Linked DNA regions of Mus musculus: region 1 is linked to region 2. A link is a contact called in public Hi-C data. All regions are on one chromosome and are shown on one strand. Each heading gives the region's core, a stretch centred on a gene start, on an enhancer-like site or on the middle of the called end of the contact. The rest is flanking DNA. Distances are from core to core; before and after follow the strand shown.

Evidence for each region. Hi-C and Micro-C count contacts between places; a contact is called where the count stands out from the background.
Region 1: a Hi-C map of B cells shows a contact between it and region 2, with 9 read pairs. The contact joins the promoter of Cd2ap here to the promoter of H2-M3 in region 2. A contact is called at or near these places in 3 of 484 Hi-C or Micro-C datasets (B cells, CD4 T cells and CD8 T cells).

The regions. Positions count from the first base shown.
Region 1 is chr17:42,872,526-42,877,704 of GRCm38.p6, forward strand. Cd2ap (CD2-associated protein) reads right to left here and starts at 3,899. Exons shown (of 18, transcript NM_009847.3): 1 at 3,788-3,899. The coding sequence starts at 3,791.
Region 2 is chr17:37,267,287-37,271,761 of GRCm38.p6, forward strand. H2-M3 (histocompatibility 2, M region locus 3) reads left to right here and starts at 2,948. Exons shown (of 8, transcript NM_013819.2): 1 at 2,948-3,048; 2 at 3,236-3,505; 3 at 3,712-3,987. The coding sequence starts at 2,976.

The DNA.
Region 1 (5,179 bases), core at 2,649-5,148, 5.6 Mb after region 2:
AACTGTTGCCCATAACTGTAGCGACATGGGATCTGATGTCCTCTCCTGTTATGTAGGCATAAATGCAGACAATACACCCAAATGCATCAAATACATAAATAAATCTAAAAAAAGCATTGCCTTTCTTCATTCCCAAATATCCTGGCTAATTCCTTCAAAATGTTTTGAATGGCATCTCCTCCTACATTTAATGCAGAAACTAAGAACATTAATGTACCATAAAACTTAAATAAATGTCTCGGGGCTAGTGAGATGGCTCAGCGGGTAAGAGCACTGACTGCTCTTCCAGAGGTCCTGAGTTCAAATCCCAGCAACCACATGGTGGCTCACAATCACCCATAATGAGATCTGATGCCCTCTTCTGGTGTGTCTGAAGTCAGCTACAGTGTACTTACATATAATAATAAATAAATCTTTAAAAAAAAATGTCTCTAGTAGTATTAATCCTTAAGTTTTTCCAAAGCATTTAAACATTTCAAATGAATAAGTTTCTCACAATCTATCTAATATTGGAAAACAATGTATACAATTTTTGTCAAGCTGTACCATACAGAATTCAATTTATATATTAACACAAAATCATCTTACTGGTCCTCGAAGACAGTATTATGCTTTCAGCAAAGATAAAAATTCACATACAAATCAGTAGAATTGCACAAGTTCCACCAGCAATATTCTAAGCATTGTTAGGTCATTCATTCACCTAATAACCCGAGACTGGCACTCCTCACCAATTTACAGACCAATAAACTGAAGCACAGAGGCTAATTAACTTCCCAAGTTGCAAAGCTTGTAGGCAAGGCCTCAGGAAGTCCCTGTCCAGAGCCCTTTTCCTTTTTCAGACAGTTTCATGCAGCCTAGGAAGGCCTTGAGTGTACTGTGCGAACAAAGCTGGCCTTGAATTCTTCAATTCCTGCTTCTACTCCCAAAGTAATGCAGGTCTCGGCTTCAGAAACTCTTAACTAGCCAGCTGTGTCTCTTAAAGTGTAGAAACTATCACCTCATAAGAATCCACGATCATCTCAAAACAAAACAAACAAACAAAAAAAGATTTATTTTTATTTAGTGACAAATTAGATAAAACATGAGTATTTTAGGCTGCATTATTTTTTTTTAAATCTTACAGAGAGTGTGTGTGTGTGTGTGTGTGTGTGTGTAGGCCATGTGGAGGGGTGCCCTCATAAACCAGATGAGGGTATCAGATCCCTTGGTAAGCCACCCAATATGAATGAGAACCAAATTAGAAAGCAGAGAGAGAGCTCTTAAGAGCTCAGCTCTCTCAAGCTGCATCCTGAATTGTAAGAACTAAAGACTACTGGGTGGAAGGGACAGTAAGGCCTACAATCCCAGCAGCCAAGAGGCTGAGGCAGGAAGATCACTTTGAGTTCAAAGCCAGTCTGGACCACAGAGTAAGGAGATCTTATCTTTAAAATGCAAGAAAATGAGGGCAGGTAACAAACTCTGCAAATTACATATTAGAGGAAACTCTTTAACTTGAATTTGAGGATTTTAATGAATACACAACCAACAGATTTTTAATAGAAGCAGATTTATCTGCAAATGTTTCACAGGCCCCCAAAATAACCTTCAAAGCACAAATCTTGACAGTATGCTAAACAATTTTCCCAAGATACTCTGGCAACTCTAAAATAGATCAAAGAAACGGCGTGTGGACAGTAAATACAGGTATTATAATGTAAAATACTTTCCATACTTTCCTTAAAACCTTAGCAGGGGCCCGGGCAGGACAGTGGTGGCTCACGCCTTTAATCCCAGCACTTGGGAGGCAGAAGCAGGCAGGATTTCTGAGTTTGAGGCCAGCCTGGTCTAGAGAGTACAATGAGTTCCAGGACAGCCAGGGCTATAGAGAAAAACTCTACTGGAAAAACAAAAACAAAAACAAAAACACCTTAGCTGGGTATAGTGACTTTAATCTTAGCATTTGGGAGGCAGAGGTAGGTGGATCTCTGTGAGTTCAAAACTAGCCTGATCTATAGAGTGTGTGCCAGGATATCCAGAACTACACTGTAAGAACCTGAAGAGAAGAGACAGAGACAGAGACAAAGACAGGGAGAGGAGGTGAAGAGACAGAGACAGAAAGAGAGAAGGAGAAGACCTTATACTCAAGTATAGACCTACTGATTTTCCCCTATGCAAAAATCACAAATTTAAATGATCTCCACGGTTTAAAAGAGAGAGAGAGAGAGAGAACGGGGAAGGTGAAAGGCGATACTAATCATAGTTTCAAGCCCATCGGATAACCAGCAGTTCCAAGGACGGGTACTTAAAATAACTGCAAACTGCAAAGAACTGTCTGTTGTTTAGCACCTGGTCCAACAGTATACAAGATCCAAGGTGGTTAAAAGGGCTCACAGCAACTCAAAGTCACAAAATGATGACTCTGGACCATCAAAAGATGTTTAATTACATTCTGCATCCTGACTTAAGACAGATAAGAATTGTATACTTAATTTTAGCTTTTCATCCCAATCAGTTAAGCTAGCTTTTGATGCTTTAGAATAAGCCTGCAATTACCCCGTAAACTCAACTAATCAAGTGGAAAGGAATTCATTTCAAAGTCCCTAACAGCAAATGTTTGTCTCCTGAGTCAAAAAGCACTTGGTGTATAAAAGGTACACAAAGCAGGAGGGAAGCGGAGGGAGAATAAAATTAGAAGCTCTAAGAAAACAGAATAGCCAGTGTCTGTAAACACTAGCTAAATTTGTCTCCCACAAAACAAAGTGTGGGCACGGGGTGCCACATCAGCAGAGCTCCTGTTTTTGTTGGGCTTCTAAATCATCCGCTAGTTTCCTGAATTATTAATTTCAGTAATGGTTTTAAGCAGCATCGACTCTGGAGTGAGAACGTGATAATGTCTTTCTGATTTATACCACAAAACCAAATACTGGTCTTACACTTTTTGCCTTGTGGTAACACCAAGCTGGGGGCGGGGGGGCGGGGGAGAAACATACTTTTACTTTACTTTTAAATTATAACCATTCGAGGGAGCTCGTGTCTAGCCCAGACGCAACTTATCAAAAGAACTGTTACACCACTGAACAAAACTCCTTTTCAAAGAAGTCCGCTGCGACGCTTGCTCTCTCTCTCTCTGACTCCAAACGAAAACCTGAAGAACGCACAGAAAAACAACCTTGTGGCCCCGGTACTTTTGCTCGCCTCCAAGAAGGAAGTCTCCCTCCAAACAGGAAACAGCAAACAGCTCCTCCAGAGGTTCCAACTGGGAATCCTAGAATAACCGAACCCCTAACCCAGTCCTCAGGAGGAGGAAATTCGCCGCGCTGCTAGGTGCCAACACACCTGACAAGGCAGACGACGAATACCAGGAAAAACGATTTCAAAAAACTGACCCACGAAAAGAGGAAGGGGAGAGAAGTCACAAATCACTGCCAAAAAGCCCAGCCGATCGCAAAGAGAATTAAGTTTCTTCCTGTGCTTCCAATTCTCTATGACAAAATGTCTGTGTGTGTGTGTGTGTGTGTGTGTGTGTGTGTGTGTGTGTGTGTGCGCGTGCATAGTAGATGTGGGGGTGTGAGTGCATTCTTTTTTAAACCAATCTGTACCAAGCCACCGAGTAGCAGAGCTGCAAGTGCCACTTTCTCAAGTTCGCGATCGCCCTCCCCCATGGAAGTCAGGGGCTCCCAGAGGGCGCAGGGCAACGGGTCACGGGTTCGAGCCCCGCTGTCCCGCACAAGGACCGACGAGGGGAGAGCCCGATTGGAGCCGACCCGCGTGCGAGGAGCCCAGTGGCCGGCGCGGTAGTGCTTACCCATGCTGCGGCTCTGGCGGGGAGAGCGCGGCCCCGCGGCCCCTTCTGTGCACCGGCTCAGGCGCGGCGGGGAAGCGACTCCATCCGCCCGCGGCGCGCTTGGCCGCTCCTCACGCCCGGCCTCGGCCGCAGCCCCGGCAGGCGGGGGTGGGAGGGGGGGTGGAGAACGGGGTCCGCGCCTGAGCACAGGGCGCACTCAGCCACGCTCCCGGGCCGCTTCCGCTCGCAGCTGGCTGAGGCACTTGGCGGGGTCTCGCACGGTCAGCCCGCACCCGCTCCCTCGGAGGCGGAGCGCGCCACGCTCGAGAACGCGGTGGCAAGCCACGGGCCCAGTGTGAAGAGAGTCGGGACCCGGCTGGGGCGAAATCTCGCGAGAACGATCTGGGATTCCCGGCCACGCCCCCTGCGGCCCCCGCGCGCGCCACCCAGGCTCCGGCAGCTGGTGCCAGGTGCGGTGACGTCACGCGGGGGCGCGCGCCACCATCCTCCAGGTGTGGCGGGCTGCGGGCACTTGGTCTCCCTGGGGTGTACGACACAGCTGGCTGCCCGGCCCATACAGATACCAAAGGGGTTCTGCAAAATGAGCCCCGGTTACCCCACTTTCTTTTTTCTTTCTTTTTTATTTATTTTTTTTTTTTGCAAAGGTGTCGCTTGTGAGAGATCTAAAAGAGAACAGCTATGGGAGCGAGAACTTCGAAGTTCAAGGCGGGGTCCCCTTCCCCCCCCCGCAAATGTGGGGACCCCACAGTTCACCTACAGAGTTCCCTGCGGGTCAAAAGCAATGTTTTTCTTTGGGGTGGGTGAGAAACGCAGTGAATTTTTCATAGGCATACATTATTGTATTCCTTGAGTCTCTTGTTGGCCAAAGATGACTTCCTACACCCTCTTTTGAAATAGAAATCGTTCTAAATTAGGCATCGTGGTTTGAAACATTGCCAGGCATTATTTTTTTTTTCCTCTAGAGTCAATATGAAGGCCGGCGTAGGATTATTGTAATCAAACACGAGCTTTCTTCAACTTATTGACAAATTTAATTAATATGACCTTAATTTTCCTCCCCTCCTATTTGAAAAAGTCAACTTCAAGGCCTGAGCAAGTATGGGGGAGCAACGTGTTGACTGCCAACTATTGTGCCTAGTGTTGGTTTTTTGTTTTTTTTTTTTTTTTCAAGAAATTACGCCTTTGAATTCTCACAGCTACCGGACACTTAAACTGCTTTGCCCGTTGGAACCAGGCCGACTTGGGTCTCTGAAACTCAGCTCTGCCGTTTATTTTTTTGTAGGTCCCTGGGTGAATGAACCTGACTGGAGCTTTAGCAGTTAATGTGTTAAAAGAAATGTTTATTTACAGTGTAGAACAAGAGTAGAGACTTTGTAAATAGCCATTCCCACT
Region 2 (4,475 bases), core at 1,698-4,197:
TCACAAATCATATTAACTGACACACATGGCCAAGGATTTGGGACTATGTACAAGAAATGATGTAAGAAGTATATCCTATTACAGTTCACAAATTATTTTTATCTTTTCTGATAATATATTCACCCCTTTCCACTATAAACACTCCTACATAGTCATGTGTTTATTTAACACCAAATATAACCTAATTTGTTACCAACACTGGAACATAACCTGCTACTTTGATGAATATTGATTTTAACAGATAATTCAGATAAGAGATGAATACTCTAATTCTTTGGTCTTTCTCCCTTCTCCTTATCTCCTCTCTCATTCTTACATGAATGCATATGCCCAACTCTATCACCAGATCCACTAAAGTCTCTCTCTCTCTCTCTCTCTCTCTCTCTCTCTCTCTCTCTCACACACACACACACACACACACATCCTGAATATATTTACAACATATCAAATGCTTGATCACACAGCCTATCCTGAGATCTGAAAGTTTCACGGACACCCAGAGTACACATCCCTCTCCCACAAATCTATAAACAAACCAGGAAAATAAAAGATTTCCAGACAGTGACTTATACAGTGAACCTACTCTGTCTATGGTGTAATTTTCACCACCTGCAATTAAAGATGTCCCCCACTTACCCTCACTCACCCATTGCTGTGGTCTAAACTTCCTTTCAACAGAGGGAAAAAAAATAAGACCCTGTAAATCCATGTGAAGGCACATTACACATAAGCCAAGATTTCAAGAGATAGAGGGTCACTAGGCCCTCTGCACATATGTAACAGTTGCTCAGCTTGGTCTTCTTGTGGGACTCCTAACGGCAGGAGCAGGGGCTGTCTCTGACTCTGTTGTCTGCCTTTGAATTCCTTTTCCCTAACTGGGATGCCTTACCTAGCTTCAGTAGGAGAATATGTGCCTAGTCTTCACTGCAAGTTGAAATGCTAAGGAGGGTTGATATCCATTGGAGGATCCTTTTGTGAGGAGAGAGGGAGGGGAGTGGAAAGGGAGAGATTGGGAAGAAAGGAGAAAGGGGAAACTGTGATAGGGATTTAAAGTATAAAAAAAAACTGAATTAATAATTTTTTAAAAAAGAGTTGAAAAGGTTAGTTCACCTGAGCTACATTGAGATTTTCACACTAGCTTGGCCTATAGGACAACTTGTCTAAGGAAGGATGGGAGTGAGGGATGAAAGAAGGGAGGGGTAAAAGAGAAAGTGAGAGATATAGAAATAGGGGGAAATGAGAGAAATTTTATGCCAGTATTACATCAGTCTAAGCTGCAGTACATACTTTAAAATGGATAGATGAATTTACTTATACTTACAATACTTAATCTCAGCAGATCTCACTTTGTGTTCTGACAGAGGGAAGACCAGAATGAACCCTCTCATACTTTCCCAGCAGCATCTTGGGCATTAACATCTTGGGGTTTTCTCTCCAAGGAATCACTCTGTCCAAATTTCATTTCCCATAAGAATCAAGCCACTCATTTTCTTTTTGTTCTAGTCATTTCATTGATGTTGAAAATAATAACATTTTGGTAAAACCTTTGGCCAATTACAAGAGAGGAAAGGGTGGCAATAATATCAAAGGTGGGGCAGCGCCACAGCAGTTCTTGAGAAATCCAACATATAGTGAATGCAGAAAGTCATGAAACTTAGAGTAATATACTGCAAATTAAAATGACGAGCTTTAAGCTGAGTTCTACTGACACCGTGGATCATTTGTGATCAAACATGGAGTCTGAACCAGGCATGGCATTGCACACCTTTGACCCCAACACTCAGGAGGCAGAGGCAGGAGGATCTCTGTGAGTTCAAGGCCACATCAACTACCAATTGAGTCCAGGACAGATAGGACTAAGAAACCCTGTCTCAAAATATAAAACAAGACAAAACAACATGGAAATTGAGCAATAGGGGTGAGAGTTTGGCTAATTTACCTGTAGGGACTGCTGTTTATATACAGCAAGTGGGCCTATTGAAATACAGCATACCATCTAAACAGTTCATTTATGACATTTGTGACTAATATGATTTCTGAGTGAAAATTGAGTAATCATATTGTCTATGGCAAACCATCAAACTGCTAAAATCAACTTTAGATTCATTAGTCTTTATCTCAATATTTTTGTTTAAATATTGTCCTTGTTTTCTATCTGCCAGAGCTATTTCCCAAATTGCCAACTGTGTTAATGAATCTGCATCCAAGTCAGTTTCCTGTGCCTACACTGATTCCAAGAACTCTTGCTTGGATCCCCAGTGGGATGGGAGGACTTTAGAGCTTGCAAACAAGAAAAACTCAGGGGCTTCCACTCCTAATAACTAAAAGGTTTGACCATAAGACCTCTTGGAACATTTCTTACCAGAGCTCCTCATCTCACTGTGTTACTGAACTCCCTAGCTGAAGACAACCTTGAACTCCTTCCAAAATCCTATATGTCCTGGAGACTGGGTTTATAAGTGTGCACCCCAAGTGATAATTATTGGTAGACCTAACTCATAAAACTTATCCATGGAGTTTGCCTGGGTCTTATTTCCAGAACTCATGTGGCAATTGATAGGACCAGTATCACAAGTTCCAGGGTGTCAGATGCCCACTTCTAGCCTCTGCTGTCACCAGGCATTCATGAGGTGCACATACATAAATATAAGCAAAACATCAGTACACATAAAACAAAACGAAAAAAAAACCGTTTTGTTTGTTTTAGAGAACATACTGATCCTAGAATATTAAAAATGTTCTAGGAAACGTGACATTAAGTACTCAGTGTAGGAGAACAGAGATCAAATCCAAGCCCAGTTTCCAGGTTTAACCCAGCATTGGAGATTCCCCCATTTCCTCTGAGGTTTCACTTCTCTGTAACTCTGTAAACTTTGTCGGGTACTTTTGCCCGGATACTGATGACGCTTCTCCAATTCCCATTCTAATTGGTTGGCGTGTACTTAGCGAATCTAATCAGGGCTACCACGGGAAGGATGGGGTCCTCAAGCAACCGCGCTCTCCTGCACATGGTGGTGGTCTCTTTGGCTGTTACCCAAACAGGTTCTGGTGAGTTCAGGGGTCGGGAAGTAAATAACCTCTAAAGAGAGGATCACGGCATCGGGACCAGGTGCTCGGGGATCCCTTTTCTGCCGGGACCTGAGTTCCGCTCCCTGCCCCACCCCCAACCCAATGCTTGTTCACTGGCCCGGGGTTATCAGGGAAGAGTTCTGAAGTTACCCTGCCTCGCCCCCAGGCTCACATTCACTGCGCTATTTCCACACTGCGGTGTCACGGCCGGGCCGTGGGGAGCCCCAGTATATCTCTGTGGGCTATGTTGACGACGTGCAGTTTCAGCGCTGTGATAGCATTGAGGAAATTCCGAGGATGGAACCTCGTGCACCTTGGATGGAGAAGGAAAGACCAGAGTACTGGAAGGAGCTGAAACTCAAGGTCAAGAATATTGCACAAAGTGCCAGAGCAAACCTTCGGACCCTGCTCCGCTACTACAACCAGAGTGAAGGCGGTGAGTGACCCTAAGCCTGGGTCAGACTCCTTCCTGTCTGTCTACTGCCAAACCAGAGTAGCCCTGGGTGCCAGGTTAGATGTTTGGAGTTGGGCTTCAGAGCTCTCAGAAACCTTTAACCGGTTTCACTTTCAGTTTAGGTCCAAATCCTGTTGGCGGGCGGAGCAGGGTGAGGTGGCTAAGGCTGACACCCTGTTTGTGGCTAGGCTCTCACATCCTGCAGTGGATGGTTTCCTGTGAGGTAGGGCCAGACATGCGCCTTCTTGGAGCCCACTATCAGGCTGCGTATGATGGCTCAGATTACATCACCCTGAATGAAGACCTGAGCTCCTGGACTGCAGTGGACATGGTGTCTCAGATCACGAAGAGCCGTTTAGAGTCAGCTGGCACAGCAGAGTACTTCAGGGCCTATGTGGAGGGAGAGTGCCTGGAGCTGCTCCACAGATTCCTGCGGAATGGCAAGGAGATTCTTCAGCGAGCAGGTATGAGGAACAACTAGGAACCACTTTTAGTAAGCAAAGATAACCCCCTCAAACATACAAGTGAGGCTCTTGATGTCTGGGGAGGGAGGAAATACCAGATCCGCTGGAATACTGCACAAGGAGGAGGAAGAGTGGTACTGGCCTTCCTGATCCAACATCAGAGAGTGACTGTCCCCAGGGCTGACCCTACTTTCAGAACATTTGAATCTGTCCCAGAATGGAAGGAGAAAACACCCTGAGATACACAACCAACCACTTCCATTCAGTCTGCAGCTCATTGTGTACCATGGCCTCTTTCAGGTCTGGTTCTCTCAACACCCCTAATGTCTTTGGAAGTCACACTGCACTAATGCTGTGAGTCTCTGCTCAACCTAATCAGGACTAGAGATGGGAAATGTGAAGCTCCCTACTAGATTTTCTCTTAGGGCTTCTATTGCTACAAAGAAACACCATGGCCAAAAGCAAGTTGGGGAAGAAAGGGTTTATTT